7 separate regions of the Mus musculus genome follow, and all the other regions are linked to region 4. Evidence: chromatin contacts called from public ChIA-PET, HiCAR-type and HiChIP or PLAC-seq data. All regions are on one chromosome and are shown on one strand. The core of a region is the stretch at or near the end of the contact, and the rest is flanking DNA. Distances in the headings are between cores, read along the strand shown. Region 1 overlaps Prkca (protein kinase C, alpha). Region 2 overlaps Prkca (protein kinase C, alpha). Region 3 overlaps Gm46298 (a long non-coding RNA gene). Region 4 holds the start of Cep112 (centrosomal protein 112). Region 5 overlaps Prkca (protein kinase C, alpha). Region 6 overlaps Prkca (protein kinase C, alpha). Region 7 overlaps Prkca (protein kinase C, alpha).

Region 1 (2,863 bases), core at 258-2,757, 320 kb before region 4:
GGGCCTTGTAGCTGGGAGTCTTTTCCTTCTATTCCTATTATTCTTAGGTTTGGTTTTCATAGGGTCCTAGATAAGAATTGTTACGTTTTTATAATTTCTTTGATTTCATACACATAGCTGGTGTGGTTTGTTTTCTAAACTTGAGCAGATAGGGAAATAAAAACCATCCCTTAGCATCATGCAGTTAAAGAGACACCAGTTTCTCTGGAGGGGACTGAAACTTGGGGCTGGCCTCCTGCCACCAGGCATGAGGTGGAGCAGAGGAGTGGAGGCCTGCAGGCAGGAGAGTGAAGGAAAACACATCCATTGAGTCTCACAAGAGAAAATTACAGCTCTGAGTTTTCCAAACTGTCCTGTACTAATTTGCCTTTTAAAATGTTGCTTTTCATCAAGCTCAATGGAACAACAAACAGCAAAGGCATGAAATAGAAAATGTTTGACAAGGCGCACAAGGAGAAGCACAGTAGCACTCATCAAGCCCAGAGAGATAAACGATAGACACTGCATCCACCACACTAACTGCGTGAACGCAAAAGAGGGCACACATGAAGGAGTGCGGCTGACAAGGTGTGAGACTTGGTTTCACCGACAGTTGAGCAAATGGAGTTGTGTGTCAACATGGGCCTGTCTCATGGCCAGAGGCAATCCATAATCAATCTATCAATCAATCAATCAATCTATGTACCTCACTATATCTGTCTCTGTCTCTCTCTCTGCATGGGAATACATACATTACTTTACACACAGGATCTCACTATGTACCCCAGTTGACCTGGAACTTGTTATGTAGATCTAGCTGGCCTCAAATTACAGAGATGCCCCTGCTTCTGATTCCTGAGTGTTGGGATTAAAGGCGTGCGCCACCTAGCATGAGAACTACCTCTGCAAGACATAAAGCTAACTTTCTGGGACTCTCCAGCTGTGATGCGTTTCTAGAGCTCTGTGCTACAAGTCCTTACAGTTGACACAACATGGGGCTTGGTGGCAATGGGCTTAGCTTGCTTTTTAATACATGTTTGCTCTGATATCACAGTGTTGAATTATTTCTTCTTAAAGGTTAGACCCACCCAAGTCTGAATCCTTGGCATCTTCAAAGGCGACCTGATTTGGAAACAGGGTCTTGGAAGATGCAATTAAGTTGATGATCTGGGATGAGCTCATTTAGAATTTAGGGTAGCTCTTAAATCCATCCAATGATGGCCTTATACCAGGAAGCAGAGTGCGATCAGAGCCACAGAGAGAGGCAGAGGGTGGAATAATCCACAACAAAGAACATAAAAGGCAGCTGCGGAGACCAGGGGAGAGCAGGGAATGGAAGGGCTAGCCAGCTAACACCCTGACTTTGAACTTCTGCCCACCAGACCTCTTTCTGTTGTTTCCTGTCACTAAATTGCAACTTGCTATGGCTGCCTTAGGAAACAAAGATCTTATCTCTCCAGGGAGAATGTTTACATAGTTTCTATTTTGGACCTTGGTTGAGGAATGTGGGTCTGTGAGTCACCTGTGGTTCGTGACTCCACCTGGTCTTTGCAGCTGTGCAAGTATAGCGAGTGCTGCACAGACGTCCCTGGAGAAGGACCAGGCACCACTTCCATTCATAACCGCCAGGAACTGGGAAAGCAGTCTCTTGTCTAATCATACGTGTGCCCAGATGACAATGCAGGCCTTGCACAGTCACAGAAAATTTCTGTGACTTCTGTGAGCATGCCATGTGATAACATGCTAAGCAAAGTGTCTTTCCTGGAGGGTCTGATGTCACCCTTGATTGGAGTCACTCAGATCTTTTTTTTTCTTTTTTTTTTTTTTTTTCCTGAGAAGGAATAAAGAGATTCTAGAAATGGTTTACCGAACTAAAAATAAAGAAGCCATCTGGAAGAGTAATCTACGGCTTTGTTCATTTGGCCGAGCCTCATCAACGGGGACCACCGAGAGCAGGTTAATGCAAGTTCAAGCTCCGTGCAGTCAGCAGAGCACTCCTTTCAAAAACCACGTGCCAGGATATAGCACCAAATGTAATGTGGTGACACGGCCAAGGTTGGTGATTCCAGCTCATCTTCAAACCACATCTGTGCCTATGTCCAAGGGGAATATACCACGGGTGGGAGGAAGAGACTCACAGTTTGCCGTTGTACCCAACCCTGGGAAATCACAAGCACAGGCAGAGTTCCTTCCACACCATCTCTGTCTGCCCAGACATCTGTCCTCCAAATACAGAGGCTATCTGGTCAGGCAGACCGAAGGGCAACACCGTTCAAGAAGTAGGGCTTTACTCTCCCAAATCTGAGAGTGAGGGAAAACAATATAGAGACTCTTGAGCATGGTATGCTGGCTCATACCCGCAATGTCTCAGCATCTGAGAGGCTGAAGCAGGAGACTGCCATGAGTTTGAGGCTAGCCTTGGACATACAGTGAGTTCCAGGCTAGTGTGAGCTATAAGAGAGACCGTCAAAAAAAGACAAACAAAACTTCCCTTTCTGATGACAAACTTGGTGTCTTCTAGGAGACACTCTTTCCTTATGGGGTAACAGGGACTCCTCTACACTGTAGCTTGAAGTGTCTACTCCTGTCTGCTAGCTAGTGAGGGACATGTGCCAGCCTTCTGTGCAGTCAGACGTAGCTGTGTTACTGGATTTGAGCAAATAGGCTGTGAACCCACAAAGGTGTTGTTCTTCTAACTTCAAATATGGAGAAGTGAATGGTTCTTCCCCATTACCAACTAGACATAGAGAATCCTGTTCTAACTATGCAGGCAGAAACAGCACCCTTGAAAGTGATGGCGTATCTATGGAGATACAGTCTGGGTTCCCAGATGTCTGCAGGAAGTATATGACACAGGATTGCCATGGCAGAGACAGCAAATCTC
Region 2 (3,288 bases), core at 231-2,730, 350 kb before region 4:
AAGTGATTAAGGAAAGGATGGGGCGGAAATTGCAGGTCCTCAGAGACAGCATCGTGCATACATTTCCTGAGGCCCTCTGACAGTGAGCCATCTGAACAGCAGTCCTCAGTTTGACTTCTTAGAACCACACCATTTGGAGCTAGGGAGGTGGCTGGGGCAGGGGGAGGGGTTTTCTACACAAGCATGAGGACCTAAGTTCGGATCCCCAGGCCCACTTAGTAGGCAGGCACAGTGGTATGCTTCTATAACCTCCTGTGCTGGGGGACTGGAGACAGGAGGATTGCTGGGGCTTCTGGTCTAGCCAAAACAGAGCACTTTGGGCTCAGTAAAGGGAGTGATAGAGGAAGATGCTCAATGTTGACCACTGGCCTCCAGCTGTTATATGCCCTTGTGTGTGTGCACATGCACACGTGCACACACACACACACACACACACACACACACACACCACATATACACTTACATAGACACATGCATAGACCACATATTCTCTCTCTCTGTATCTCTCTCTGTGTATCTCTCTCTGTCTCTCTGTGTATCTCTCTGTCTCTCTCTCTCACACACACATAACACACACACACACACCACACACACACACACAATTAAAAAAAGAAGAAACAATCCCACCACACCATTTTTAGCCTTCATAGCAGATACTGCTGGTCCTTTAATTAAAAGATGGTCCTCTTGCTTTTCCTGTTAAGAATATTTGTAGGAATAACAACAGGTCCAGCTGGCAAAACATACTTCCCAGATTCTCTTATAGCTTCAGATGGCCACAAAACATAGCTTTGGCCAACCAAATGCCAACACAAAGCCATAAGGCACTTACAGAAAGTTAATTATCCAGTTACTGGCTCTACCTTGCTCGCTTCCCTTCTATGCCTGACTGGAGGCGAAGCGGCCATTTTCTGACCAAAGATAACCCTGCTTCCTCTTTTTAAATGGATTTTTGTGGCAAATAAAAGGGATATTTCATAATCTCAAGAAAACAGGCACCAGTTTTCCAATGAGCGTCAGGGCAGCAGTGTGGATCTTACCCATCTTGTTAGCCTTAACTGTTAGAAGGAAGAGAAGTGGATGGCTTATTGCTGTTCAGGTAGCAGGGTGACATGGAACACTGAGGAATGGCTGCATGTAGAAAGCCTGAGGGTCGATCTCCACAGAACAAGTGCTTATGGGTCTGTGGTATCTTTGACTTCATTCTGGCCACTGAGTACCAAACACTAGCATCATATTCAATCTCTTGCATTACTGGACTGCAGAGAGAGCTCAAAAGAGAGCTGTCCTCTGGATCTTCCCCAGACTTGTAATCCCGCCTCTTCTCCTCACCCCCTCAGAGGCTTAGAAGAGACAATAATGAACCTCTTCAAACATCTGCTAGTGGGTTTTTGGCCTTGAGACATTAAGTGGGGGAGAGACAAGGGATTGGTTTCAACATACTTGAGCTTTGCCAAGAGCCTAGTCTCTGAGGAGTTTGCAGGACACTGCCATCCCTCATGGCTCTCACTTCATGGATGGAGATAATGATATTCATTTGAGGGGCATGTTATGCCCTTCTGTTGCATATACAAATCAGCCTTAATGGATATTTTTTTACAACTTCCCACAGGGAAAATAGGCCATGTGAAAATGCCAGGCATCCAACTGTCACTTCCTACCATGGACAAAAAAGACAAAAAAGACAAAAAAAAATCAACAGCCCTGCTTAGAGAGAGCCAGTGATTGCACTCACTGCTAAAAGCGCCTAATGCTTTTGTCTGACACTTGGCTTTGGGGCTTCTCAGTTCGACAGGCACTTGGAACCCATGATGCCTGCCAGGATCTCAGGCCAATCTGGTATAGTTTGTTTGGCCGGATGAAGGAGAGAGAGCGAGGAGAGACTCCACTCTGCTACTTTTTGTAAGCAGGGCTTGGGTCCCATAATGTAACTGTTCAGGGGACTCTGAAGGGTGATGAGTTCTGCCTTTCTGCTCAATAACTTCCTGACCTGAGGCCCTACAGTAACTGAGGTTATAAGAGCTGATTTCCAGGACGGCAGATTTTTTTTTTCTTTTCATTTCTCTTCCTTTCTCATTCATGACCGAAGGGCCTGTGGTAGTTGGGGTTAATAACCCAATGGGAGTAATCCTGTGGATTAGCCACCCCTTAACCAGTTTCCTAGGGAAAATCTGAAGGTCTTAGGAATGAGTAGGAGAACTAAGAAGAGGGATGCTGGATGGATAGATGGGCAAATGGACAGATGGATAGATGGACAGGTAGACAGATGGATAGATGGACAGGTAGACAGATGGATAGATGGACAGGTAGACAGATGGATAGATGGACAGATGGATAGATTGGCAGATAGACGGATGGACAGATGGGCAGATGGATAGATGGGCAGATGGATAGATGGGCAGATGGACAGATAGACAGATGGACAGATGGATAGATGGGCAGGTAGACAGATGGATAGATGGGCAGATGGACAGATGGATAGATGGACAGGTAGACAGATGGATAGATGGACAGATGGATAGATGGACAGATGGATAGATGGACAGATGGATGAGTAAAAGGAAGGAGCAGGAGGCAGAAATGTTTACGCCTGAGGAAGATGGGCACAGTCACTTTACTTGCATCTCTCTTAGATATTCAGCAAAACTCTGTGCACCAGCCTAACAGCAGAATGCAGGCATGGCAATCAGAAGGGAACACCTCTCGGATACAGCATCACCTCAGCCATCAATTATTTTATTACATGCCATGAGGAATGTTCCAAATACTCCACTTTCTTGTGACTTGATGATTGCTGGTTGTCTCTGAGGACACTGGAGCTTTCTCAAAGTATCCCTGGTAGTAAAGGTTTTTGTTTGTTTCTTTCTTTGTTTTGCTTTGCTTTTTACTTTTTTGGTTTGTTTTGTCCTTTCAAGACAGGGTTTCTCTGTATAGCTCTAGCCATCCTGGAACTCACTCTGAAGATAAGGTTGGCCTTGAACTCAGAGATTTGCTTGCTTCTTCCTCCTGTGTGCCAGATTATAAGCAGCTGGTATTGAAGATTTTAAGTCACGAGCTTAAAATTACAATGAGAAGTCATAATAGGCTCCTAATATTCTTTGCATATATGTGGAGAAATAAATGTAGAAATTAAATATACAAAAAATGAATGAATGCATGAATGAATGCACACATGAATTAAGGGATATATAATTAATAGAGGCAATCTCAACATTGTCATTACAAGACACTTATAAGAGTGTGCTCAAACAATGAGTATGTGTTGTCTTCTGATCCAGCTCATGTCCA
Region 3 (3,217 bases), core at 602-3,101, 470 kb after region 4:
GCTATGCAATTCAGTCCCCTTACGCTTGGTACTTGTGTTCAATAAAACTCATTATTCCATTTAACAGTCCTCTTTTTAACAATCCCATGCTTTATAAAGCAAAGGACAGTGTAATTCTGTCTCCTCTACTTTCTGTGGCCAACAGCAATTCTTTAATGGCCCATAATCACAAGGATGCATTCGTGCCTAGTCTTCCTCACGCCATGCTTGAACTGAGGCAGCCAAGTGAGCCGTTGCTGTTCTCAGGGAGGTCACAGGCTCCAGAAATCCATTCTGACCCGTTCAGTTCTCAGAGGGGAAATAGCAGGAGAATAATAACTATTCTCTGCTTGCCACAGTGGGCCAGAGATGTCCCCAACACCCACCCCCAACATCCACAGTGTCTCTAAGACATGAGTCATCTCTCTCCCCTTACAGCCCATTAGATCTAGGCATGGTGAACCTGACTTGTCTAAGCAAAGTTACCTTCAGACAGTATGGGGCAGAGTGGAGCGTAGGCTCAGATTACACTTGATAGATAAAACTGCCAGCCCCAGCCAGGCAAGACAGCTATCCTGTGAGTGCTTCCTGTGAGTGCCATCCAGGGTCCATCCACTCCTGCTTGAGGCCAAGCACTGGTGAAAACTTATTAAGAAAATGTCCCTGGCCTTGGGCTGTTACAGCCCGGCAGCAAAGCCACCCGGAGTAGAAGCCTGTCCCTGACGACTCCTCTCATCTCACACAAAGCTTGCCTCTGAAAGCAACATGAAAGATAAGCCCTTTTCTTGGTTTCTAAGGTAAGATTTCGGTTTTGGCCTGCAGCTCTTTCTGGGAAAAAAAAATCTCTTGGTAAATTCAGGTGTAACTCCAACTAGTGATTAAAATCCCCTTTTCCCAACTGCAGAAATATATCCTAGAAACAAACCAAGCCCTCCGAGATGTAAAGGAGGCATTCCCCCCAAAAAATATGGTCAGTGACATTCAACCCACCAAGTCCGCAACCCCTAAAGGGGTCAAGCCCCACCCTACCCCTGAGTCCCCAGCCTCTGCTTGCCCACTGCATGGTCATCCAGACAGCTTGCCACCCAGCCAGGTCCAGCATAAATTGCACACCAGAAGACAGGGTTAGCTCTTCCTGAACCGATAATTAAAAATATTTTGTGTGTCCTATCTTCCTGTGGAGAGGAAAAACCAGCAGCGCATTCTTAGAAGCGTTTTAGAATAACCCAGGGCATTTGCAGACTCTTTAAAAAAAACAGCCCCTCCATAATGGTTCCCCCCCCCCCCTTCTACTGGAAACACCCGCAAGCCTCTTCCTTGGCGGTGTGCGAAGATTAGAAAAGCGCTCTCAAGTGGAAAAGCACACGGGGAAGAGAGATTACGACGATGCCCAGTGTGGGCCGATTTAGGCTTAAGGTGCTTTTTAAATCTTTTCATTTCTACGCAGGACGTTGAGCGTTTGGACTCTTGGCAGGAAAGCAAATGAAACCCTCCGGTCCAACTCAAATTCCCTCCAAGGCCTACACAAATCATATTATAAAGCAGCTTTTATAGATCTGCAATAATTACGCTTAATTCGAAGATGTTTGTTTTCTGTTAAGCTAACCGTTAGCCTTCACGTTAATTGGGAGCAGACACATCCCAGACTCGTGAGCACCTTGACCTAACAGATTATTCGTGAGCATCTCTGTATCGAGTGGGAAATCTTCACAACCCGCGACACCCTCCACCTACCCCACCCCTGCCCCCCCCCACCCCATCCCATCCCCCAACAGTTGTTTTAGCAGTTTACATTTCTAAGGCGTCTCATTGGCTGGGACTGAGCACGTGGGTCTCTCAGCTGGTAAGCCCCTCTCGGTCTCTGTTCCAATCCTCCTATGGATGGGTGCACCCCGTGGTTCACTTTGAGTGGCGTGCCCACATCTGTGACCCCTCTGCTTCCTTTAAATCCAAGAAATGGAGGAGTGACCTAAAAGAAATGAGGGCCGAGGCTTTCAAGGATTACTCTCTCAGAGAAAAAGTTCAGTCCCTGGGAGAAAAAGAGCCCTGGGCCTTTGGAGAAAGTATGAGAAACATTTTGATCTTTTCACATAAACCTCTCTACTTTTCCAAGCCCGCTGCCTTCACCCCACCCCCCTCGCCAGAGCGCTAGCCAGCTGAGTGTGTGGATAAGAAATAAAAGCCCGAGACTGGGTCCATTTGGAAGCAAAACCTCAACAGGATCATTTCCAATCGGATATCCTAAGCCTCAGCCTTGAGGTCTCAAAGCAGTCTGTCCTTCCCGGCGCAGACTAAGGGCCCTGCTTCAAGTAAGTCCCGGGAACAGGAGCCCTCTTCCACAGAGCACTAGAAATCCCAGGCCCCAGAACCCCGGGGGTGGAGGGGGTCGGTGAAGGGGGGGGGGCGCTCTGGGTTCTCAGCTCCAACAGCCAGCAGACCTGGCTAGTCCTGTTTGTCTCACCCCTCCCAAGTCTCCTGGGCTGGACATCTCAGCTCTGTGACAACACTACAGAAGGAGCCTTTGGCTTTGTGGTCAAAAACTTTGTCAGGGCCCAGAGCAGATGGAGAAGGGAGCTTTCCAGATGTTGCGCACAATAAAGAGAGTTTTTATTTTATTCTTTCTTTCTTTTTTTTTTTTTTAAATGAGGATCGGGGGAGTCGTAACAGGGCAAAACGTGAGTTTGGCAGCCCCTCCGCCGGCCGGCCGTGTACTGTGTGTGCGGCAAGGGGGTGCGGGGTGCAGGGTCCGGGTTGGGAGAGGCTCCTGCACCCGCAGCCGGGCGGGCTGTGCCTCGTTACTGAGGTGGCTCCTTGCACCTTCTAACGCCACTGGAAAACTGCAAAAGAAAGGCTCTTCCCCTGGCGTTTTCATCTTCCCCGTGTAGACAAGCATTCCAAATGGGATTAAGTGAAGAGGAGAAATGAAACATTTCCAACGTTAGTTAGAGCGCACACCGTTTTTCTCTCACCCCTCACCCTTCTTCTTCTTCTTCTTCTTCTTCTTCTTCTTCTTCTTCTTCTTCTTCTTCTTCTTCTTCTTCTTCTTCTTCTTCTTCTCCTTCTCCTTCTCCTTCTCCTTCTCCTTCTCCTTCTCCTTCTCCTCCTCCTCCTCCTCCTCCTCCTCCTCCTCCTCCTCCTCCTCCTCCTCCTCCTTCTTCTTTTTTTTTTTTTTTTAACAGAGAAGCGGGCAGCATAATGATCCTGAAACAGCCGCTGCCTCCGGGAACCCAGATTTTTG
Region 4 (3,323 bases), core at 427-2,926:
ATTCCGTGCAGCAGCATCAAAGAGAAGGCCAAGCTGGGGTGGCTGGCCCACAGCAAGGCACGCACCACTGTGGCCTGCACCCAGATTAACTCGTGAGACAAAAGATAAGCTGGTAGAAGCTATCAGGACCAATGACAAAGCCAGGTACAAGGAGATCTGCCACCACTGGGTGACCTATGGTTCCCATTTTCAAGCTGGAAAAGAACTTGCCACTGAACTAGGTTAATTGTACACTGCTAAGTTTTCTGTCCATAAATATAGATTTAAAGTCATCCTTCAAAATGTACAATATAGTTATGGCCCATAGTCACCACGTTGAATGGTGACTTTAGTCCTCTTGAATTTCTTTCTTCTACTTGGAAGTCTGTATCCTTTGATCAGTAAGTGCACCTCTTCCAAGTGGTCTCTGACTCGTCTCATTTCTGCATACGTGGGTTTTACAATCTGATTCTTAGTACCAACGATCTGGATTGTGGGACAATCGCTCAGCTGCGAGTGTGCTCAAATAATGCTTTTGGAAACCAAATATTCTTGAAAGCATTCTTTCTTCTGTAGTACAAATTGCCTCTGAAATAATGAACAATTGCTGTCTCTTCCAGGGAGGTGGATTCCAAAGTGCACCTTGAAAGAACGTAGTCTTCTTCTGGAAGCTGAAAACAGCTAATTGCAAACAAGCGACTCCTCTACTTTCCTTATGTAAACTTGAAAAGATGCTTCAAGCTGTGCTTCAATTGAGGTTTGGCACCACACTGAGTGCATCGCAAAGACTCTGCAGAGGGATTCTATTGTGAACTTAGGTGAAAAGCAGCGGCACACTGCATTTCATTGAAGGGAGTGTTTTTTACAATTTAAATTTTGTTTCTGTTGGTATTTTAAATTATCCAGTTCAGAGCTTCCAGAAACGTAAAAGATCAAAGAACACCAGTACACAGCAAAGTTGACCGCCCGAGGTCCACCAGACTTCCTGGGAAGCGCAAAAATACATTTTCTCCCCTACTTGATGGTACTATTCTGTACAGAGTGTTAAACAGAAAGCTTTTAAATTTCAGTTCAGGATCTTGCAGGGTTAGTGTTTTCAGACTTATGATGGTTCTAAATAACAAATGTAAATATCCTGCTCGTTGTTTTGAATAATTCACCTCTGGAGTGTGAACTAACAAGGGTAAATTTTCATGCTTCGGACTTACTCAACGGTGATGTCTGTTCAAACGACAGGCTTTTCTGCCAATTACTGTCCAGTAGTTCCATCACTTTTGAGTTTTTCTTGTTCTTTCTCCTCAATCTTTAAAGTGCTCACAAGCGACTGAGTAAGAAGTCAGGAAGATGCAGCATCCACTGTATAGTCCAGGGATCACAGAAGATTAAGCCTGGAAACTAACCGTTCTGGGGAGATGGGCTAAAACCACGAGCTCGGCGCCTGCGCAGTAGACTAGACAGTTACCATAGCAACGGAGCTGCTTGCTGGCGCCATTTCTCGGAGGGTGGGGAAACAGTGAGGAGGGAAGTCTCCGCCCTTAGCATGCGAACTGCCCGAAGGGCGGAAATTCCCGCCCCCTCGGACTTGAGGAGCAGTGACAGACCTAACCCGGAGCGTCGCCATGGCAACAGAGTTGAATGCCAGCCGCAGCTCGAGGGGGCGGGACAGGCGAGTTTGCTAGTCCCGCCCCCGGTTTGCTGGACGGCCCGCAAGGATTTGAAACCGTTTGGCTGTGGCGGCTGGGCGTCGGCGGCCGAGTGGACGGCTTGCTTGTTGGGGCGCCAGGTTCTCTCTCTCTTGTTTCTCCCATCGACAATCCCCACCCGCCTCCTACTCCCAGGTTCTGAGTGGAATTTTGCGCGGGATGGAGCCCCCGCGCGTGCGGGTTGGCCCGGGGAGGGGCGTCGCCCGCAGGCCCGGGACCCGCGCTTGCGGCCTGTGTGGCGCGCGCGCCGGCGGGGTCAGCAGCCGAGCGACGGCCAGGGAAAAGTTCTCAGGAAAGTTTGGGCAGGCGGCATGGCGGGACCCAGAACCCCGAGGTAGGGGGCTTGCGGTTGTGAGAAGAGGTCTGTGTCCTGGAGCAGGTAGGAGAGCGGCCCGGGCCTGGGTGGGCCACACAGGCGCCGCTCCCGGTGCCCACTCGGGCGGAGGAAGTGACCGCCAGGAACCGGACCGCTGCAGTTCTTAGGTGCTGTCAGATCAGTCAGAGGAGGAGAATCAGACTGCAGGCCGACTCCGAGAAAGTCCTGATGAACAGTGAACTTGCAAGGACCCAGACTGGAGTCCCTGCCCTTTGGGGACCCAGCCTGGAGTCCTTGCCCTTTGTGGGGACATAGAGTGTAGTGATCCAGAGAGCAAATAAATAGGACCGCTGACCTTTGTTTCATCTTCGAGACAGAGTGGAATTCACAGAGATCCACCTGCCTCTGCCTCCTGAGTACCCCCCCCCCCATCAGTATGCTGGTATTTTTATGATTTGCATTTCCTATTTAAAGATACATGAAAGTAAGATAGAAAAGGCAATCAAAATGCCAGTGAACCTCATTACACAGCGACCACCTCTCCAATGCCCAGCAAAGCGGAGAGGAGGATAATTGTGCAGTATTCAGGTCCAGGATTGTCTCTTGGATTTGGGTCAGGTCCTGCACACTGTTAAGCCCCAGCTTCAGGCCTGTAAAGGACAATGGGAACTGTTCCTGTCAAGTTAGGTGCATTTGATGACATGCCGGGATACAGTTATGACACTCATAGTCTTGACCTCAGATATTTTCAGGAACTGTCCAACTTGTTTTAAAGAGAGTCTCTCACTTGGACCTGGGCTCCCTGATTAAGCTTAGCTGGCAGCCCAGTGTCTTCTGGGAAGGCTTCTGTCCCCCCTTCCTTCAAAAAAGGCAAAACAACCAAAACCCCCAAATGTGCCCGGGTAACCCTTGTTGATTTGTTGGCGTTTCAGGGCTTCTGTGTTATTCTTCACAATATACTCAACATATAATCTGATGGAACAAAAAGCATTTACACAACTTTCAGGAATAGATTGCGCTTGGCGAGGGGCATGCTCTGCATATGAAGTGTGTCTCTCCTTTTTAAGGATGTTACTATTGCTGGCTTGCTTGAGGTTTGCTGACTTCTGTGGCAGCCAGGAACCCTAAGAAGGTCTTAGCCCATTTCATATTTCATAGCTGTCCACAAAGAAATGGATTTTTTTTAAAGGCGAGACTAATGAGTTAAATAAAAGGCAGTATAAATACAGAATATAACTAAAAGGAGAGCCACCCAACTTCTTTTATTCCTTCTGAGGAATTCCTTTTTATTCCTTTTGTATATGCAATAGTCACATTGTAGTCGG
Region 5 (2,948 bases), core at 291-2,790, 370 kb before region 4:
AGAGGGACAAACAGAGCCCCTGTCCACAAAAGGGCTCCTTTGCTTGGATTTCCTCTTGATACTTTGGAATGCCAAAAATGTGAGTTGGATGTCTTCTCTTTGACTCTGCCCAATAACTCCTAGCTGGATGGGGTGGCACAATCCTTCATACTAGCACTTAGGAGGCAGAGGCAGGCAGATAGAGAGCTGAAGGCCAGCCCAGGCTATATAGTGAGATCGTATCTCAAAACACCAAGAACATTTGATGCAGCTTTATGGTAATGTGTTTGTCTAGTATGTACGTGCAAGGCCCTAGGTTTGCTTACCAATACTGCCAAAATAATAAGACAAATTTTCAAGATACTGTCACTTTTTAGTTATTTTCTTGAGTTTACTTTCTAAATCTAGGGTTGGGTTTCCTTTACATAAAGAACTATATCTTATTTTACTTTGTTTTGGCTTTATGGAGCCTTATGAGTTTTCAGCAAAGAATCTCCCACTGAGCTATATCCAGTAACTATCTTAGAGAGAGATTCCCAATTTTATTGGTACTATTAAAGCCTTTTATTGGTACTATTAAAGTTTTCAGTCAAACTTCCAATTTTCAGGAGCTGGCCATTTCGTTTCTTTGTGCCTCAATTTCTTCATTTATAAATCAAGGATCACAAAATAATCTTACTCACAGGTTTAAATGAGACACAGAAATACTTAAAAAGTAGCTCTTTTGGCCTTTTGAAAGAGTCACATGGAAAACTTACTGTAGAAACTTCCTAAAATATATAAGTATATAAAAGGAGTTTTAATGGAATTTCCCTGTGATGGGGGCATACAACTTCAACTACAAATGATATGCTACCAAACCTCTTTTTGAGTTATTGGTCCCATAACCCTGCCCAAGTATCACAAGCTGTTTCTTAGTTACACTTCAGGACGTGGTGGTAAGACCCTATTGCTGAAGATAGTACACACTTGAGTTATAGAACATGAAGAAATCTACCTCAACTGGACATGTCGCCCTTGCTGGCTTGTGTGCACAGTGCTGGAAGGTGCTGTGTGTGCTACTGGAGGAGTAAAGCAATCACTAGTGCCACCCAGCTGTGAACACTGCAAGCTACAACAACTCACCTGGCAAGAAGCTATGCACCTAAGTGTAACAGTGGCACAAATGTCATGTCATGGGAGCAACCAAGCTCGCTCGCCCTTCCTTCCTTCCTTCCTTCCTTCCTTCCTTCCTTCCTCCCTCCCTCCCTCCCTCCCTCCCTCTCTCCCTCCCTCTCTTTCTTTTCTTTCTTTGTCTCTCTCTTTCTTTCCATATTTATTTGTTTGTTTGTTTAATGCCCACTCTGTGAGATGGAACCATACCTGACATTGTCAATGAGACCCAGAATCTGAGGCCATATAGAACTGAGGCAATGTAGGAGAAAATGCACTGCAATTATTCTGCTCAACACACAGCAATAAGTGACTCCTAACAACATATTACCAGACGTATAGATCAGTGCATTGGCCAACCCTCATCAGAGAAGAGTTATCTTGCAGTAGAGTGTGGTTAGCACAGGAACTCACAACTCTTGGCACACTTCTTTCCTAGGCAGAATGGTGACATTGGTGACAGCATTGGCCCCATAGAAAGGAAGTCTAGTTGAAAGCTAAAGTCTCAAAAATACCCAGAATAACACCTCAAAATTCTTTGAGTTTCTTGCATTCTGATTTGAAAGGACAGTTCTGCGAAGAAAATGTGCTTATTTTTCAAAAAAAGAAAGAGAGAAAGAAAGAACAAAGCAAAGAAAGGAAGGAAGGAAGGAAGAAAATCAAACAACAACACTCTCTAAATTTTGAGCATGTTTCCCAAAATAAGCTTTCTTTAAAATCGTCCCACTTCCTACTTTTCTTAAATAGAACTTTCTTATCTCTATTACATATTCTACTGTTTATAATGATATTTATAGGCAAACACCATTAAAGTCAGTCTTTCCAGGACTTAACGATAAAAGTTAAAAGCTACAAATACAAATGGAAATATAAAACCCTATCTGATAAAATTCTGCAAAGACACTGTCAAAGACCAAGCTTACAGGCACTCCACCAGGAACCCCAGGAGAAATAGTGTAGACTGTTCCAAGAGTTAAATAGTAAACCAACGTGGAGGGTTGGGGTTCAGCCCAATGGTAAATCACTTGACTAGTAAACATAAGGCCCTGACATGACACAGAGAGGCTGGGACGTGTGAAAGACAGGATAGGTCCCGGGGAATCAAGATATCAGGGTAACTTTGATGAGAGTGTGGATGCACTAGAAGTGGACCTGGAGAAACTAGAAGAAAATTCAGGCTGTAGCAGGCAGAGCTCACACAGATACAGGAAGGAGTGCTATAGCCCGTGGCTAGGATATCTTCACCATGGCTGGACCATTTGTTGAGGATGCATGTGGCATGACACTTAGAGGATGAGGGTTTGGATACAAATGCTCTCCTGTCTTCCCACTTAATAATTCTGCAGTGCTGTACATTCTCTATCTTCTTGTGTCTTTCCTGGGAAATGAAGCTAACAGTCAAGTATATAGAGAGGTAAATATCATATATGAAGTTCCTGACATCATCCTTAACAGAGGGGAAGGATATGCAGACATCAGTAGCTGCTGTCACAACCTCCAACATAGATTTTTCAGGTCCTAACAACCCAAGGCCACTGAGCATGTAGACCCACCAGCCATCTGTCTCCCCTGGCCTCGTTTTAGTCTTACCAAATGGTGACCATTGTCAGAGCACCCAGGTCTGCATGTTGCTTTAGACTTTATATGACAATTGAGTATTTGGAAATCCTGTGTACAGAGTATGCTCCTAGGATGTATTAATTAGCGGCAAATGCCTTGACAGACACCAAGTCACCCAGCCCAGATTCACGTGCTTTGCCGTCACCTTGACCTTTGCCCGACAATGATTCTCCCGGACCATGCCTTACCCGTGACGT
Region 6 (3,002 bases), core at 478-2,977, 290 kb before region 4:
ATGTGCCAGAATTAATGTCTGGGTGAGACTTCTCTGCATGAGCAGACCTCATTTTGTTTGTCCATTTACTTGTCTGTGGCCACCTGGCTTGCTCCTACCTTTTGTCTGCTGTCAGCAGAGTATCTCTTGGGTTTCTCCTTTCCCCTCTTTCAGACTTGGAGGTGGAATTTCACATTCTTTTTCTCCTCCTCTTTCTCCTTTTGTGCTGGAGTTTAAGCTCAGGGCTTTCCGTAACCCTGGAAAGCCCCCATACTCCTGCATCTTCCTTTTAAGAGGCACTGCCCCTTAGTATGAATGACACACTCAAAATCACAAGGCAAAGACATTCTGCTTAGACTAGGGGACAGTCATTTTAGGCGACACCATTGAAATGTGGGGCTAGCCAGGCATGGTGGCATATTCCTGAATGGTCAGCACTGGAAGACTAAGGCAGTTTGAATCCAGAGTAAGTCTCTGTCTCAAACACACACAACACACACAGATACACAGATACACAGACACACACACATACACACAGACACACACACATACACACACATATACACAGACACACACAACACACACATACACATACAGACACACAGACACACACACATACACACACATACACACAGACACACACAGACACACACAGACACACACAACACACACATACACATACAGACACACAGACATGCAACAGACACACACATGGCACACACATATACACAGACATGCAACAGACACACACATAGCACACACATACACACACACATATACACACACATACACACACACACACACACACACACACATCAGAAGTGGGCTAACCCAGCTTTAAGGGTCAAAAGTGACTCTGCCTGTTGACTTAAAGCAGTGCTGAACCCCCACCCTGTCAGTTCCACACTAGGACACAGAGGATGACAGTCTACATGCATTAAGATACCCTGTGTGTCTGCTGAGTTCTGTACTTCAATTCCTGTTCAGTTCCTAACCACACGGTCTCTCACTAATCTTGACTGAATTAAGATGAACATGAAGATGCTCTTCCCTGAGCATCTACCCTGCTCCCTCCCCACCAGATTGATCGTGTCAGTTTAATGTAACAGAATTAAAAAATCATGCAAAATGGTATGTTTTGTGAACAATAGTTCCTCTGAATCTCAGACAGTCATTTGTTCACCAAACCCCAGCAGGCTGCAGCTGAGTTGACATTAAAAGGAAAAATTCCAGGAAAAACCTGGGGAGGGGGAGAGAAGTAAGCAGAGAGGGAGGACACACAGACCTAATCAAGGCAACTGACCTGGGCCACCTGGTGATCTCTACTCCATTCAGGTCGGCACCCCCCACTGGTGAGGACTGAGACTGCAGCAGGGCTTGCCCAGCTAAATGACAAGCAAGGGCTTTGCAAAATTCAGAATAATGAATGAAAAATGTCCTAGGAGAGGCTGGTAACATCTCTAAGACTCCAGGTTATCTGAATGTGTAGAGTGGCCTTCAAATTTGGGAAGAAACACATCTCTGAATGAAGTGCCTGGCTTACAAACTTCTGTCTTCGTGCCTCATCTCCTTTGATCCACTCATCACATCAGCACTCAGAGACAGACTGCTATTGTTCCCAGCTAACAGGTAAGGCAATTGAGGCTCTGGGAGACTCAGTGGCTTGCAGCCAACTCAAGACCACAGAGTCCTGGTCCAGAGCCTTTCCTGTCTGACTGCTCTGCCTCCCAACTCAGCAAAGCTCACATGTAACCTACCCCTTCTCACTAACACGCTGGTGGCAGGCTTGAAAAACACTCTTGCTTTCCTAAGTGGACTAGGCTTTAGGATCCGTCAGGATTGGCCTCTGTTTTAATTCCTATTTTCCATTTTAAACCACATTCTTCCTTGCTTGTTTTCCTGATCTCTGAGCTCAGCGAAATCCTCCTGGACGGGGTTTTTGCAGCCCTGTCTGGATCATTTTAACTCTCCCTGGCACACAGAATGTCAAAACTTCTGCAGGTCAAGAGAGGGAAGGAGGGAGGGAGGGAGGAAGGGAGGGAGGGAGGGAGGAAGGGAGGGAGGGAGGGAGGGACAGAGAGAGAGAGAGAGAGAGAGAGAGAGAGATCATTCAATTCTGCCAAGTGCACTCAACAATTTCTAAGGCTTGATCCAATGTTGGTCTGGAGAAAGCATTGTTTCTGCAGAGAAGCCAACATCCCACACTAAGCCTTCAGCTCCAACCTGCACCCCGAATTGTTGGCACAGACACCCCAGCTTGCTCATCTGTATGCTCAAGGCTCCTGTGGGCTGCATGACAGCTCAGTGCTGATTAAAGAAAAGGTGCAAGTGACACTGGAAGATGCTATAAATAGAGAATTCCGAAATCTATCTGCCCTAGTGGCCAGGACTCATTAGATCTGAAACTGTTTGGCTTTTCACTGGAGAGACAGGAGCCCAATTACCACAGTGCACATACAAAGGAAATTATCTGGGCGACATTGAGATTCCACTTGTAAGCTGTTTACTTGAAATAGTCCTGGGGTTTTGATGGGCTTAATCCTTAAATACATTGATTCTGAAAGGATTTTTAAAACTTGGACCCTACAGGATTTAATGAAGACCTATGAAAGTATCACTCAAAACTCTCTGTAAACGTGGCAGGCTTCTCCCAAGCCCAGCTGTTCAGGCATGCTATGTGTCTTTGTATGAGCCTGTAACTCTCTGAGTCTGTTGTTGTTGTTGTTGTTGTTGTTCCAAGATAAGATGCTAGAGGGCTTCTATGGCTCAGCCTCTCTCTGACCATCTCTGAGTCACAGATTCCTCTACTCAGATCTCCCATGTCCCATGGCAGAAGCTGAGACAGATACAAGAATGTGAATCAACTGGAATGCGGCCCCCAAGCCTGGAGGACAGGCACTACACCTGTTTAAATGCCAAATATAGGGCACTGTCATGGAGAGACTCCCGCTCAGAGTTCTTGGGGCTTTCTCTTCTCACAATCCCTGCTGCACTGTGCCCCGAGTGGACCTATATGCCCAGCC
Region 7 (3,121 bases), core at 421-2,920, 430 kb before region 4:
GGCTGGTGATGTGCATGGCCGACTGTGGATGTGCACGGCTGGTGATGCGCATGGCCGATTGTATGAGGACAGACGGGAAGATCATCGAAAGGAGGTGCAACTAAAGGGTCAGGACACCCTGATTCCAAAAGGCGTTGGCTTCTCTTAGGACATGTGTATATGTTGGTTGGGACATCTAGCAGCATTCTTTCCGATCTGGCTTTGAGACCATCTTCACTCAGGTGTGTCTACCTTTGATATTGGGAAATGATGTCATCATCTCAAAGTTCATCCTCTAGAGCCGCGGCTCTCAACCTGAGGGCCGAGAGTCCTTTGGGTGTCAAATGACCCTTTCACAGGGGTCGCATATCAGATATCCTGCATACTAGATTTACATTATGATTCATAACTGTAGCAAAATTAAAGTTATGAAATAGCAACAAAATAATTTTATGGTTTGGGTTCACCGCAATGTGAGGGACTGTATTAAAGGTCAAAGCATTAGGAAGGTTGAGAGCCACTGCTCTAGAGCCTTACAATTGGAATTAAAAATATTTACACACACACACACACACACACACACACACACACACACACACACATACAGGAACACGTCTTAATGTTTTAAGTAAGATGATGAGTTTGTGTTAGGTCACATTCACAGGTATTCTCAGTCATGCTTCCTTATGAGGCTTGTGGGCTCCATGTCTGACATACCAGAAGGAACAGTCTGGGAAGGTGACATGGCCTGAATGTTTATGCCCCAGATTCACATGTTGGAACCCTAACCCCTAACATGAAGGTGTGGGGAAGTCACAAGGCCTGCCTCCACCATCATAACTGGATCGGTGAGTGTCCTTGTGAAAGGGTCTTGTGCTTTCCAGTAGGCGAGGACTCAGGAGCAAGGGGCCATCTATGAACCAGATGCCAATCTGTCTGTGCCTTCACCCTGAAGCCTCTAGCCTCTAAGTCAGTGAGCAATGGATCACTGGAAGGCTTGTGGCTTGCGTGGTTTGGTTACAGCAGCCAGAGAAAAGTTTACCTGACAGAAAGCAAGCAGCTGCCCCTAGGGAAGGTCACCTCCTATGTCACCCATGTCCTTCTGCCTGCATGCTTTTCTTTGTTTACGCACACTGCAGCTACACTCTGGGACTAGGGGGTGGGGCTGGGTGACTGTTAACACCCGATGACTAAGAGTTTTCTTCCCAAGCCAGGAGTCACAAACAGATGACAGGAGTGTACTCTTCATGCTCCTCAGAACCACAGTCAGCCCCGCCAGCCCTGGAAGGGTCTCTGGGGAGTCTTCCTACCTATAGCAAAGACACCCGAGTGCGGATGGGGATGCGTGAACCTTGCAGATGCTCTCCAGAGCCATCTGCACCCTCCAGCCCCTCACAAGGTTGTGGTAGTGCTGTGGAGGAAGAGAAGGATGCTATTGTCCTCAGTGCAGGGCTCTGGATCCACTGGCTGCAGAAGCTGATCCCCCTGCACTGCAGGTGGCCCCAGGCTGGGTGTCCCCCAACCACAGGAGGATGACAGAGCAGTCTAACCTCTGAAAGAGTTTGGAGACAAGAGACACAAGGCTGTTCGCATTGCAGATGAGGAGTCGGGGTGACATGTCTAGGCTCCTCTCCTCCCTCGTTTCTGAAGCCCAGACTCTTATCTCTGCAGTGGCATACCACCCTGGGAGCAATAGCGAAGGTTCAGTAACTAGCTCTGGCGGTGCAGACAGAGTGCTCGGCTGCTTCAGCACGAGATCAGACAAGTGAGTGTGTGGCTGTGCGTCAGGATGACAGGCCGTGGCTGGGGTCCATTTCCGGGGTGCACGGATCCTCAAGTCATTCATTTCCAGCTGCACTGGACCTCTTACAGTTTCATAGGTTTTATTTTTCAGTGCTGGAGACTGAACCCAGGGCCTCCAAGCTTAGAAGCTAGCTAACACTCTACCAAGAGCTACACCCCCAGCCCTGCACTTGGACTTGATAGGATGCCTGTGTCCCTGGCTAACTTACCAGGACAGAGAAAATGGAAACTTCTCAACACACCTGAATTAAATTATCGTTCGGTCTCTTCTGTGACGTTTGATTCCCCAAGTGGCACAAGACAATAAGGCTGTGTTGCCAGACTAGGCGGCATTTAACTCAAGGATGCACAAGGACGGGGGATACACAGAAAGCCACTTCCTTAGTGAGAACTGTTTTTATGGTCGTAGCCAATGAGGTGGTTGCCCCTGTTAAAATGAAGCCAGGAAGCCACAGGAAGCTGATGGAACCCTATGCTATGGGAACCAGGTCACACCCCATGGGTGGGTAGGTGGGGGAATGTGGCCCCAGGGGTCGATTTAGAGCTTTCCCTGGTGGTTTTTTTTTTTCCTACCAAGCCTGGTTTGTTTCTAGTAGACATTGCTATTCTCTTTATGGCCATCTGTTCTTCCTTCGTGTTCTTTGGCTCATCCAGTGATGGATGGCATGCCTATCGAGCCTGCTTCATCTCTTCCTCACACATGTATGCAGAGTATGTTGATCCCACCCCCCGCCCCCCCAAAACACACACCTTATCATCTCCTGTTTTCCTCCTGTCCCCTGGATTCCTGTTTCTCCCTCACTAATTTCCACTCCACTTTCAAGTCTCCCCCCACCCCCTTTGCTTCTTCCTTCCTTCGTTTTCTGGCGAACGAACTGAGTTTTGTTAGCGTTAACAGGAGCACAGGCACCTTAAGAGTAACTGCTGCCGGGCGGTGGTGGCGCACGCCTTTAATCCCAGCACTCGGGAGGCAGAGGCAGGTGGATTTCTGAGTTCGAGGGCAGCCTGGTCTACAGAGTGAGTTCCAGGACAGCCAGGGCTATACAGAGAAACCCTGTCTTAAAAAAAAAAAAAAAAAAAAAAAAAAAAAAAAAACTGCCCCTCGTCCCCAGCCCCAGTTACCACTAACTGCCAATAGCTCTTCAGGGAGGGTGTGCCCCTCCCCCCACCAGCAACAGTTAACTGCCTCCAAGTCCTCTGGGGTAGACCTGGCCATTCCTAGAAGCAGCTTAGCCTGCCTCACCTGGTAAGTGCTCCCTAGAAAGCTGTTTGCCTTTAGTCCTTCCCAGCTGCTATGGGAGGATCCTGGGATTCCCCAAAGGATCCTGTTTTGACGAAC

The links. ChIA-PET counts read pairs in DNA pulled down with a chosen protein or histone mark. HiCAR-type assays count read pairs that join an accessible place to other places. HiChIP or PLAC-seq counts read pairs in DNA pulled down with a chosen protein or histone mark.
Region 1: an H3K27ac HiChIP or PLAC-seq map of trophoblast stem cells shows a contact between it and region 4, with 10 times the contacts expected there. The contact joins the enhancer-like site here to the promoter of Cep112 in region 4. A contact is called at or near these places in 4 of 39 promoter capture datasets (hematopoietic stem and progenitor cells, hippocampal neurons, liver and 1 more), 2 of 15 datasets of contacts at CTCF or cohesin (the NIH/3T3 cell line and large pre-B cells), 6 of 115 datasets of contacts at active chromatin or transcription factors (astrocytes, embryonic stem cells, extraembryonic endoderm stem cells and 1 more) and 2 of 9 other capture datasets (adipose tissue and liver).
Region 2: an H3K4me3 HiChIP or PLAC-seq map of stem cell-derived neural progenitor cells shows a contact between it and region 4, with 19 read pairs. The contact joins the enhancer-like site here to the promoter of Cep112 in region 4. A contact is called at or near these places in 5 of 39 promoter capture datasets (the 3T3-L1 cell line, the C10 cell line, hematopoietic stem and progenitor cells and 2 more), 1 of 15 datasets of contacts at CTCF or cohesin (the NIH/3T3 cell line), 1 of 484 Hi-C or Micro-C datasets (bone marrow-derived macrophages), 7 of 115 datasets of contacts at active chromatin or transcription factors (bone marrow-derived macrophages, embryonic forebrain, embryonic stem cells and 4 more) and 2 of 9 other capture datasets (embryonic stem cells and liver).
Region 3: an H3K4me3 HiChIP or PLAC-seq map of craniofacial prominence shows a contact between it and region 4, with 5 times the contacts expected there. The contact joins the enhancer-like site here to the promoter of Cep112 in region 4. A contact is called at or near these places in 3 of 39 promoter capture datasets (cranial neural crest, embryonic stem cells and trophoblast stem cells), 1 of 484 Hi-C or Micro-C datasets (embryonic stem cells), 8 of 115 datasets of contacts at active chromatin or transcription factors (craniofacial prominence, embryonic basal ganglia, embryonic midbrain and 2 more) and 1 of 9 other capture datasets (embryonic stem cells).
Region 5: a contact with region 4 is called in an RNA polymerase II ChIA-PET map of effector CD8 T cells, with 8 read pairs. The contact joins the enhancer-like site here to the promoter of Cep112 in region 4. A contact is called at or near these places in 10 of 39 promoter capture datasets (the 3T3-L1 cell line, the C10 cell line, the SN4741 cell line and 5 more), 1 of 15 datasets of contacts at CTCF or cohesin (the NIH/3T3 cell line), 9 of 115 datasets of contacts at active chromatin or transcription factors (bone marrow-derived macrophages, effector CD8 T cells, embryonic forebrain and 5 more) and 1 of 9 other capture datasets (liver).
Region 6: a HiCAR-type map of astrocytes shows a contact between it and region 4, with 4 times the contacts expected there. The contact joins the enhancer-like site here to the promoter of Cep112 in region 4. A contact is called at or near these places in 8 of 39 promoter capture datasets (the 3T3-L1 cell line, cranial neural crest, frontonasal cranial neural crest and 4 more), 1 of 15 datasets of contacts at CTCF or cohesin (large pre-B cells), 22 of 484 Hi-C or Micro-C datasets (B cells, DN3 thymocytes, the HL-1 cell line and 16 more), 10 of 115 datasets of contacts at active chromatin or transcription factors (astrocytes, bone marrow-derived dendritic cells, bone marrow-derived macrophages and 5 more) and 3 of 9 other capture datasets (embryonic stem cells, liver and pancreatic islet).
Region 7: a contact with region 4 is called in a FOXA1 HiChIP or PLAC-seq map of pancreatic cancer cells. The contact joins the enhancer-like site here to the promoter of Cep112 in region 4. A contact is called at or near these places in 16 of 39 promoter capture datasets (the C10 cell line, the HPC-7 cell line, HPC-7-derived erythroid cells and 10 more), 3 of 15 datasets of contacts at CTCF or cohesin (the NIH/3T3 cell line, embryonic stem cells and large pre-B cells), 13 of 484 Hi-C or Micro-C datasets (CD4 T cells, the CH12 cell line, Th1 cells and 7 more), 24 of 115 datasets of contacts at active chromatin or transcription factors (T-cell acute lymphoblastic leukemia, Th17 cells, astrocytes and 13 more) and 3 of 9 other capture datasets (adipose tissue, embryonic stem cells and macrophages).

Annotation. Positions count from the first base shown.
Region 1 is chr11:108,100,239-108,103,101 of GRCm38.p6, forward strand. The region is part of intron 3 of Prkca (protein kinase C, alpha); the gene reads right to left. Among named protein-coding and RNA genes, the nearest start is that of Gm51922, 11 kb to the right of the region's middle. Within about 2 kb of position 1,508, at least 50 of the 459 cell types and tissues checked have an H3K27ac peak or open chromatin away from gene starts, as enhancers often do. A contact at or near this core is called in trophoblast stem cells, where this site is marked.
Region 2 is chr11:108,078,696-108,081,983 of GRCm38.p6, forward strand. The region is part of intron 3 of Prkca (protein kinase C, alpha); the gene reads right to left. Among named protein-coding and RNA genes, the nearest start is that of Gm51922, 32 kb to the right of the region's middle. Within about 2 kb of position 1,481, at least 10 of the 459 cell types and tissues checked have an H3K27ac peak or open chromatin away from gene starts, as enhancers often do. A contact at or near this core is called in stem cell-derived neural progenitor cells, where this site is marked.
Region 3 is chr11:108,889,355-108,892,571 of GRCm38.p6, forward strand. The region is part of intron 2 of Gm46298 (a long non-coding RNA gene); the gene reads right to left. Among named protein-coding and RNA genes, the nearest start is that of Gm46298, 20 kb to the right of the region's middle. Within about 2 kb of position 1,852, at least 103 of the 459 cell types and tissues checked have an H3K27ac peak or open chromatin away from gene starts, as enhancers often do. A contact at or near this core is called in craniofacial prominence and embryonic basal ganglia, where this site is marked.
Region 4 is chr11:108,423,590-108,426,912 of GRCm38.p6, forward strand. Cep112 (centrosomal protein 112) reads left to right here and starts at 1,677. Exons shown (of 27, transcript NM_001373899.1): 1 at 1,677-1,762.
Region 5 is chr11:108,051,036-108,053,983 of GRCm38.p6, forward strand. Prkca (protein kinase C, alpha) reads right to left here. Exons shown (of 17, transcript NM_011101.3): 5 at 2,940-2,948. Among named protein-coding and RNA genes, the nearest start is that of Mir7223, 56 kb to the left of the region's middle. Within about 2 kb of position 1,541, at least 4 of the 459 cell types and tissues checked have an H3K27ac peak or open chromatin away from gene starts, as enhancers often do. A contact at or near this core is called in effector CD8 T cells, where this site is marked.
Region 6 is chr11:108,134,269-108,137,270 of GRCm38.p6, forward strand. All of the region lies in intron 3 of Prkca (protein kinase C, alpha), which reads right to left. Among named protein-coding and RNA genes, the nearest start is that of Gm51922, 23 kb to the left of the region's middle. Within about 2 kb of position 1,728, at least 42 of the 459 cell types and tissues checked have an H3K27ac peak or open chromatin away from gene starts, as enhancers often do. A contact at or near this core is called in astrocytes, cerebral cortex, cortical glia and 2 more, where this site is marked.
Region 7 is chr11:107,991,026-107,994,146 of GRCm38.p6, forward strand. All of the region lies in intron 8 of Prkca (protein kinase C, alpha), which reads right to left. Among named protein-coding and RNA genes, the nearest start is that of Mir7223, 4.3 kb to the right of the region's middle. Within about 2 kb of position 1,671, at least 29 of the 459 cell types and tissues checked have an H3K27ac peak or open chromatin away from gene starts, as enhancers often do. A contact at or near this core is called in T-cell acute lymphoblastic leukemia, Th17 cells, pancreatic cancer cells and 1 more, where this site is marked.